Linked DNA regions of Danio rerio: region 1 is linked to region 2. The links are chromatin contacts, called in public HiCAR-type maps. All regions are on one chromosome and are shown on one strand. The core of a region is the stretch at or near the end of the contact, and the rest is flanking DNA. Distances in the headings are between cores, read along the strand shown.

The links. HiCAR-type assays count read pairs that join an accessible place to other places.
Region 1: a contact with region 2 is called in a HiCAR-type map of caudal fin, with 2.9 times the contacts expected there. The contact joins the promoter of usp3 here to the promoter of ciartb in region 2. A contact is called at or near these places in 1 of 18 Hi-C or Micro-C datasets (caudal fin) and 1 of 4 datasets of contacts at active chromatin or transcription factors (caudal fin).

What each region holds. Positions count from the first base shown.
Region 1 is chr25:29,095,674-29,101,162 of GRCz12tu, forward strand. usp3 (ubiquitin specific peptidase 3) reads right to left here and starts at 2,887. Exons shown (of 15, transcript NM_001199871.1): 1 at 2,547-2,887; 2 at 61-121. The coding sequence starts at 2,637. It overlaps si:dkeyp-73b11.8, which reads right to left. Exons shown (of 6, transcript NM_001386683.1): 3 at 5,070-5,246; 4 at 4,952-4,996; 5 at 4,800-4,875; 6 at 4,338-4,701. The coding sequence ends at 4,572.
Region 2 is chr25:29,016,278-29,021,289 of GRCz12tu, forward strand. It overlaps ciartb (circadian associated repressor of transcription b), which reads right to left and starts at 2,477. Exons shown (of 7, transcript XR_012400443.1): 1 at 2,335-2,477. LOC141380998 (a long non-coding RNA gene) reads left to right here and starts at 2,638. Exons shown (of 3, transcript XR_012400444.1): 1 at 2,638-2,888; 2 at 2,986-3,028; 3 at 3,375-4,498.

The DNA.
Region 1 (5,489 bases), core at 1,637-4,136, 80 kb after region 2:
AGACCCTTGATTAATAAAAGGACTAAGTTGAAAAAATAATCTATACATTTAAGTACTCACCGTCCACAATGCACGTTCATACACGTCAGGCAAACCCAAGGGCTTTTGTTTGACCGGCAAACTACAAAACATCAATACATATTGAAGTTACATTCATTATATAATTATAATTTTACAGATGCATAAAACCAAACCCATATATCAAAGAAGAAAAAAAACATAATAAACACTTTCGCATAGTGAACATATAAGGTGACATGTTAACTTCATCTGAATGTAATTTCTGGCTGTCGTCTGCTGGGAAAAAGAGCTTTGTTCTAATGCCTTGATCACCTTCCCTCTGAGCGCACATCAAGCATCTGAATTAGCCGTTGCTAAGAAACACTCGATTCTCATGAATGCTAGTCTGTCCATGATCCAACAAATGTGGAAAAAGTCAACAGACCTAGTCTGTCTCCTTGTACCTACTAACTGCCTGTGCAATGATTGAAAAAAATAATAGGAAAAAAATAAGTCTTTGCTACTGTAATGGGAGTTATAATGTACTTTACACAAAAGAAGTGACATACTAACAAAACTGCAGTATTACTAAAAACAGAAAACAAAATCAATGTAGGTGTGAACAGTACTTTAAGAATTTGCCATGAAAGTGCAGCAAAATTGCAGTAATTTCAATTTATATATTTGTTATTTGTTTGTTTGAAGTAGTTCCTAGTTCTGTTTTATTTCATTATTTTAATTTTTAGTGAATATTTAAAAGTTACTAATTATTGGGTATATGTACAGGACATTTAAATATTCAGTAATCCAGCTCAAACGCTTCCTAGTCTCCCATTATAAAATCACCACATTTAAGATCTGGTTTCTTAATAAAATAAATTACCTTCACTGCCTGATTGAGATACAATATAAAGTGGCTGACACAAAGTAAGCACTGCATTAAATTTCATTGTTCCACAACATGTCTTAAATCCTAAAGTCTATTTAACTGACTAAATTTAAATTAATTACATTATCAATGCTATAAAAGGAGCAATTTGAAATTAAAATTAGTCACATTAACCTTTCACTTAAGTTTATCTATGGCTGAAAAACACTTACTGTGTATATAACCCATTGTAAATACGAGAAGGTCTCTGTATGTTTCATAAGTGTAAAATGTGTTAAACAAGATATGGAGCATTTTTAGGTCCTCTGGGTGTGTGAAGGGCTACTGGCAGTCACACCCTAAATGTTCATATGTTTTTAATGTAATCTCATATGACAATTCATCTTGAGTCTATAACTTGTCTTGCCTACAATCTGCAGAGTAAGATGGCTTATATATATGTGTGTGTGTGTGTAAAAAAAATAGCTTCAGCAAAGCCAAATTAAGTTGAAAAACTGATAGGAAAACCATTTATTTGAAAATGCTATTTTTGATCTTTTTATTAAATATCTCCTTTAGTGCTATGTGCATGTTTTGTCAATTTTTACTAGAGTAAAAGAGAAAAATACTGACCCCAATCCCCTGTACATCACTAAATAACTATGTATTTATAATATTAGCCATGATATAAAACAATTACCAGACATCCTTTCATTTTACATACACACCTAAAAGTTATAGTACAGAGGGGAACAATCATGGTCTTCTTGACCTAATCAAGCCCTATATATATATGTATATTTATACATTTCAGTTGTCTAAATAGGTAATAGTGCCCCTGACATTTCCCCTCTACTTCTTGCCTAAGCCTTGTTTTATATGAAAAACCTGCTGATGAGAAAACAGCTGATCAGACAGACACTATGCTCCACTTTATAGGTTTACTTCTCTGAGACCTAATGGATAACTATAAAGTTATTTTCAACCATTAATGTCTTTCTTATTTGTTCTCAGAAACATTTTCCCGCAAGGCCTGTAATATACTAAGCCAATAATTACAATTTGCAATAGCTAGTGAATTCATTGAAACCAGCTTACCACTAGACTAAGTTGCGAAAATGTTTGCATTTATTTCCGGTCTATGTAAATAACACTACATAAACCGCTTTATATTTTGAACAGTGCTGCACATAAAAGTAATATTAATAACTTCCTGTAAAATCAACATTTTCAACAATCTACATGCAAGTGTTACAAATTTTCGGTCTATGAAAAGCCATCAGCTAAACAAGCGATACAGTAAATGTGACATCAGTTTTATGTCCTTGAAAAAACAAACAAAATGTAAAATATGTTCAAAGAACAACAGTGGTGTCAGACTGAACTGAGCAAGTTTGAATGTTGTGTTAAGCTAACGTTACTTGAATTGGGTTATAATTAAATGCAGTTACTTTCATTGTAAAATTTAACACAATTACATTACGTGTTTAATATACGTATACGATGATGTCTTCTTAAAATTATTAGTTTTATTAGCACCAATGTGTAGTCTCACTGCGCGATCTGCTGTGAGCAATGAAGAATTAGCCACTTCGGCTAACGAGCGTAACGTTACAGGAAACTGACTGAAATGCTGATTATAAGAGATAGCCACCATTACCATGTGTATTTAACTCACCGGAACAGCACCATGAAGAAGGGGAACCGTTGGGGAACCGGGTGAGATCCACTGTCATGCAGACACTGGAGTTGAGGTGAGGACACTCCATGAATCTGTGAGCTAGCTACACTAGCTAAGTCTACGTTTAAATGATTACTGTAATTATTAAATTTTTAAAATGCAAGTTGAGAGGCACAAAATACGTTTTCAAATGGGTGATTACTTTTACGTTTAAATGTGTGAGCTATATTGCTGGTCTGTTAAATGAAACAGTGTTGTTATGGGTTAAAATAGCAGACATGCACGCACAGACTCAGGCTGTTTCAAAACCTACCAAGTTCCCTAACTATACATCAAAAATGCTGTCTAAAAAGAGAACTTCTTCTTCGGTTTTACGGCGGGAAGGACCAACGTTTAAGGGATATTATCGCCACCTACTGTGTTCAGCTCTAAAAAGCAGAGAGAGCGCAAGAAAGATGCCCTTGGGGCGAGAAAAGACATATGTTGCGTTCTAGTAAAACGAAACACGTTTTCTGCTCCACAAATAATTAAATATTTTTAGGCTTAAGGGAAGTTGCTGCATAATGATACATATTCTAATATTTGGGGGGAAATATGGCTATTTTCCAATATTTTGATTTTGTACATTGGCTATATACCATATGTTTATATGTGAAATCCAAACTCAAACGTGTAGATTTTGTTTTAGCATATGTGTAACTTGTATATTGCCATCAGATTTTTTAATGGATAGAGAAAGCAATAATTATTATATCACCTTCTGTTCTACTAATATTGCAAAATATCTAAAAATGTGTGAGCTTTTTATGTAAAAATATGGCAAACAATCTAATATAAAATATTTGCTAAATGTTCAATTGTTTTGTTTTCATTTCACGTGTATTTTTTTTTTCTTATTTACTTGGTATTTTAATTATGTACTTAGCCTATTCAATAATTTTCTTTTTTGGCTTAGTCCTTTAACCTGCTGGGGTTGCCACAGCGGAATGAACCGCCAACTTATTCTGCAAATGTTTTATGCAGCGGATGTCCTTCCAGCTGCAACTCATATTGGGAAACATTATACACTCTCATTCAAACACATACGAACGATTTTAGCTTACCCAATTCACCTATAGTGCATGTCTTTGAACTGCGGGGGAAACCAATGCACTCGAGAAAACCCACGCGAACGCAGTGAGAATATGCAAACTCCATACAAAAATGCCAACTGACTCAGCTGAGGCTCAAACCAGCAACCTTCTTGCTGTAAGGCGACAACACAACCTATGTCACCCATACCGCTATAACAAAACTATTTGACCTGTGTTGAATTTTAATTATAACAAGTCTTTTTTAATGGAATATTATATGCCAGTAAAATATATATTTTTTGTTCTGAATTCCTAGACTGCATATCCTGTCTTTAAATACGGTTTCAAGTTTGTTCTTATCTCAAAGTGTCTCAACAGCTTGAATCTACAAGGTTAGACTTCATTATAAATAGAACAAGGAATCTGTTTTCTCTGGGAATTTTGCAATACTGGTTATGAATATGTTAAGTGGCTCAGTGATTAGCCCTGACACCTCACCGCAATAAGGTTGCTTGTTTGAGTCCTGACTGGACCAGGAGGACTTTTTGTGTGGAGTCTGCATGTTCTCTGTGTTTGTGTGGGTTTGCTCCATGTTCTTTGTTTACCCCACAGTGCAAAGACATGCGGTATTGGTGAATTGGATAAATAAAGTTTATGGAGGCCACTGTGCTTTTTAACTTTTCAAACACAAGCAAACAATGTGCAGTTTTATAATTCAAACAATTTAATACCTTACAGACATTTTTTATGCATTGTGTATTTTAATATGGCAGACATATATTACAACGTAAATTAGAAAGATAAAAAAATATATAGTAGAAAAAAGAATAAAGCAAATAAGCAACACACATATTTTGTACTTTTTTTTATTTGTCAAATTAACCTCTTCTACAAAAGTAAACAATGATCGGCCTGAGTGTTCAATGTACAAATGTGAGTTCAACGATTTTTAAGTTTGGATTGTAGAGATTTCAAGAGTGGCTGGCTGTGCTTCCCCTCCTTCCATCTCAACTGCCTGCTCCCTTAGTGGTTGCTCTGTTGACTTTCCATCTTTTTTCTCACGTTTCTTTGAGCTAGGCCTGTAAAATTGAAAGAATTGTTTGAAATGGTATGTTGTCTAACTGAAGTATAAACATTTCAAATGAAAATTAACACAAACATAAATAAAATGACATACTTCTTGACAGCAAAGACGATCACCACAATGAGAATAATGGCACCAATTAGACCGAACACTACACCCAGGATAATTCCTATTGGGATAATTATAAGTCAGCATCATTTCATTAATAATGTGAATGAAAAAGATCATTTTCAAGTTTCACTTACCAACAGGTACATCAGATTCACCTGAATGGTCCTCATGGCCTTTATCTATTCAAACAAATATACATTTTTGTCATATTCATCTTAAGGTTAAATAACTATTGTAATATTAATTTTGTACCTGCTGAGTTGTAACAAGTGGCATTGCAACGATTAAGTGATAGGAATCGGTTTCCATTGCCCACACAACCAGTCCAATAGAACGGCTTGCATGTGTGATGCTCGGGGCTGTAGTAATACCGAAGATAGTGACCGAAACATTGTCCTGGCTCTCTGGGAAGCACGCAAATCTGTTTTCCTGTAAAAAAAAAAAAAAAAAAAAAGAAGAAGAAGGTGACATGCGGGGAAAAAGTTGTTTTTTTACCACAGGGTGGCAGCATTTTCTTAAGTTAATAAATCATGTATTTAAAGCATTGTTGATCCATAAATTAATGAGAAAATGAAACAATCTGCATCAAAATGAAGAGAGAGAGAGAGAGAGAGAGAGAGAGAGAGAGAGAGAAAACAATTGGCACAGTATTGTAGACACATTTGTTCATAG
Region 2 (5,012 bases), core at 1,227-3,726:
AGATTGTGCTTGTGTAAAACTGTTTAATTGTAATTTGATATTCACACTCTATTGTATGCAGTGGCAGGAATGTAAGAAGGCAGCATTTATTTATTTACAAATAAAAAAGATTAAGCTTAAACACTTTACAGTCTGTTTAGCATAAATTTTACTCTTCATTGCAAATGCAAATTGTTTATTTTGACTGCATCTAACTAAAAACAACACTTGTAAATGTAGGTACACATACATTTTTTGTGTTAAAGCAGGTGACAAAACCCACATACAGAGTCCCACTTGTTTATTCAGTGTGACTTGCTACAGACTTGCATGTTGCAGGCATGGTGGTCACAGAACACAGGCCTTAGAACGAAGTTCTTTTTGATATTGCCATTGCTTCTGCAGATATTTTTTTCTGCTTGCATTACTTCATCAGTTATTTAAAACTCATAATAAACATACCCCGAGGAACACATACAAAATGAATTTGTACAAAATTATTTTTAACAAGAGTATGTTAAAAAATGCATTTGTTACACACAAACAAATGCTCTGTGCTCCTGAAGAGGTGAGCATTATGCATCTTAGAAAATGAATACTCCATAAACTGAATAAAAAAAAAATATTTGTCAAAGTTATATAAATTATGTAAAGTATTACTTGATACTAAAATCTAGTTTTTAATTAGACCTAATACTACACATAACATTTCATCAAATGATCAACAGATTGCCAACAGAAATATTATATTATTTTATAACTTTTGCAGCTATTAGACTCATTTTCTATTTAATTATAATGTTTAAATACTGTGTTTTAGTGACATTTTATTGCTGGATTAGCTTTTCGAATGGTCACACTTGGATGTACCAAAACATTTTCTAAAGATTTGGAATAAAGAAAAATAAAAAATAGGCTACTAACTTTTAAAACACAAATTCACTATATCAGGGGTGTGAATTAAAAACTGTAGAATGCAGTTTTTAAATAATAATAATAATAATAATAATAATAATAATGAAGAGCTTTGTGACTTTTTCTAGCCTCTCCTTTAAAAAAGTACCTTTGAAAACAACAACAGCCTAGTAAGTATTATGATATGGGCCACCTTTGGTGCTTAAAATAAGGTACAAGATTTAGAATAAAAGTGACTTGTAAAATGTTTTATTTAACAATACCACAATAATATTCAACTTTACTTGCATCAGATTCCACTTGGTCTTAAAGCCTTTTTCGATGGGATATTTTGATAATTTATGATGGCACAACAGTCAAAATAGGACAAATAAGCTAATGTAAACATATGTACAAATAAGCTAATGTATATACATGTAACAAATACTGGACCTTTGTCAGTAGGGGGTTGGGTCTTTTGAACCAAACCACCAAGGGTACGGACCTGTTTATTTGTCCATTCCTGGTCGGTATGGCTGTAAACAAATGGACTGCTGAACAAGAGTTCTTCCCTGCCAATAAAGCGCATTATGTAATAGCTTTAACTTTACCTCAAGCACGGGACTAATTGGCTTTAGAACGGTAACAAAGATCAGCTTTTCTAAATGGGTTTAATTGCTGACCAGTCTTTTTCTGTTTTCACCAAAAAAATGTTCTAGCAAGATAGCACGACTACCGCTAGCAAACGAACTATATATCATATCTATAAAGTGCACAACGTTACATCAGATCAAGTTTGTATAAAAAACTAGTTAGATAAAGTATTGAGAAAATCTTTATTAGTTTGAAGAAACAGAAAAAAACTACAAAACATTGAAATGTTTATTTTCTCACCATTTACGTTTGCTTACTATTGTTAACGTAGAGAGCAAATAATGAACGTGACTATAAAGTTTAACGTTTTTTTGTGGAACAACAAGACGACGTGTTTCGAGTACGCCCCGTAAATAAATATCGGTTGCTATGAGCAACATGTGTACCAATAAAGCGACTGGAGAATAAATTTACCTGTCTGATAATAAGGGTGGGGCCCTGACAATGACTACTTCAATGCACTCTTCCATGACGAAATCATCGTGGTTTGGGCCTATTCAACGTATTACAGAATTTGTTCAATATTCTAGTGAATAAGTGAATAAGTTACAAGTACGAAACGGAGACGATTGCAGTCACGGACTAGGTATTTCTAAATACCTGCTTGACAAATTCACCAATCGAATTGGATACATTAATACATTAAATAGATTAGTAAATATGAACTCAGTTTAACATTAAATCATAAAACAAATAATATAATGCACAATTTTCTTCCTTATACAAAAGGCGGATGCCTCAATCAAGCAGCGCCATTTTCTAATAAACAAATACATTTAGAGAGTTAATATAGAGTGTTGATCCTACCTCAAGCCAGAGAGGACGAATAGTCACTCTATCCTTTGTTTTCAATAAGAATATCCACAGGCAACTTGATCGAGAATCTGATGAGGTGTACGTGGTTTTAGTGATGTAGCCCTGCAGTTGTGTGGCCCCGTGTTACTTCTCCCAAGGCAACGTGTCTGTGAGGGCGGTACAACAACGCTGGGCTTTCCGATTTGTGCGTCCAGATCTGAATCTGGCAAATAGAGTTTGCGTTGAAAGCGAGCTTCTGCTGATAGGAGAGACAAGCCTACATATTTAAATAATATGTAAATTTACAAAACACGTGGACACGCGGATCTGTTTCATTCTAGCAGGCGGACAGAATGTCAACGCCGAGGGAATTTTATTCAGTTTTTTTAAATACATGTTGTACGTCATCGCTCGAATGGGATGACGCAAGCGAAGCAGACTCCAGCTTCTATGTTAGTGTTATGTTGGTTTAATTAAGTAAGACTTTTATTCGATTGTGTTACGGCTGGAGTGTGAATTCTTGGGGATTTTAGAAGGGTTACCGCAACCCCACAAGGGGGTATAAAGTTAGTAAAAAAAATACGTGTATTTTCACATTTATAATCATTTCAGAAGATTCTAATCTAAAGATAACGAATTAAGAGCAAATATTTCCTTTTGCAGGATCCCAGATTTGCCATTTCTCTTCTCAGATACGTTTCGGAAGGTAGGCTATGTTGAAAAGTAATGACAGTTGTCTTGTATCAGTTTATTTACAATCGTTTTGCTTATAATTAATTTATATAAAAATTAGTTTATAGGCTATATTAGATATTTTGATAAATGACATTTGGATAAAAAAAAAAAAAAACATTTGCATGCACCACAAGACAGCAGCACATGTGTCTAAAGAGCAATTCAATGTGCACATTGCTGTAGTGATTCTCTGTTGCATTGGATAAACATTATCCTTATGTGCCCCAGACCAAACTGAATGAGTGAGGCTGAGACCATTCTCTGTTTTGTGTCAGTTGCACACGTGATGCCTTTACAGTTGTGTTGTATTTACACAGGTTGTGGAATTTTCATGGTAAGGAGGTAGAAGGAAAAACGTACTGAAGTGGTTCATTTACTGAGCAAAGAATGTTGCACCTTCTCTAAACACCCACAGCAGGTGAAGTTTTGTTCCTATATTCCATCCCATATTGCTCAGTGCACTTTTGTTATTTAAAACACAGGCTGGTCTGCATCACTGAGATTTTCATGCTCATGCCATTGTGGAGAGCAAATTGTTGAATATGATATTGATGGATCCAATGATCCAGTAAGCACTAAAATTAACTAAAGTCGTACATAATTTAATAGGTGTCTTTTTTGTTTGTTTGTTTGCAAGTGGGGGGGGGGGGGGTATACTTGTTGGAGTACAGACAAATATTCAATGCCTGGATCCAATGAGTCAAAGTACACCTCCCCGGAAACCGTGAGCACTTGTTGGAAAAAAAAGAAAGAGAAAAATTTGCTCTTCTCTCATTCTCTGATTGTATTTAACAAACCTGGAGATTTTTGTTTGACGTGGAAGCTAAATAAAATTATAAAAACATCATAATAAAAGCTCTATTTCATAGGTCAGTTAAGATTACTTTATTTATACTCGAAGGTAGATTTGGTTTGCAGTCAAGAGTCTTCATCTCACAACAGTGCCACTCAAAAAAGCTCACATAACAACAACAAATGGACATAAAACAGTGTGTACTCGGTTTTTCTTCAGACCTAACAAAATTTTTGTAAATTTTCATCCCAATTGATGTTAAGGCAATGGGTCTATATATATATATACCTAAATTGATATAAGTTTTTTCTACTCTTTGTATAGACCACTGATCTGTAACTGTCTATTTTAATTATAGAGGTTATATAGGCTATACAAAATGTAGAATATATGGCATAGGGCATTTGATATAAAAACAAAATAACAGATCAAAGTTTATTGTGTCCCAGACAAAAATGTGAAATTATGCCTACATTTTGTAAAATTCTATGAGAATAGGAAATTGTGTAATAATGAGCAAGACTGAGCAATTTTGTTGCATTTCATTTTAAGATGCGCCCACCAAAAATTAAGAGCAACGATAGTTTAAATTTTACTATAACAGATTAATTGCATTTGAAAGCAACACTAAAATATATATATACATATAAAATAAATAAAAATAAAAACACATAATCTGCATGCACCCACCATCCCTGCATGCACTGCTGGACATGAATGAGATCAACTGGATTGATGATAATCTAACTACATTGTTATGGATGTTGTCTGATATTGCACAGATGATATTGGCATATAACTTATTATTTGCACACATCATGTTAGCCACAATGCGTTTTTTTTTTCTTCATGAGTTGCAATATTAGTATAATCCTATTGAATGCAAGCCCTTTTGCAATGGTGTATGCAGTGTAAATTTTCGATTTAGCTGCCACTTTTAGGGTTGACAGCATCTTGACGATTAAATGAAGTATTAACCTCTCCCACTTAAATTGTGTAGATGTGTGTGACTGTCTTGCCTGGGCTGTCTTTTTACTGTTCAATGGAGACAGTGTGTGTTAATAGTTTCTGGTTAATAAAGAAAATAACCATTTCCACAGCAATGCCTCATTAACTCTATTACCCCACGCACACTGTAGATGGCGTTGTCCCTATTTAAGCA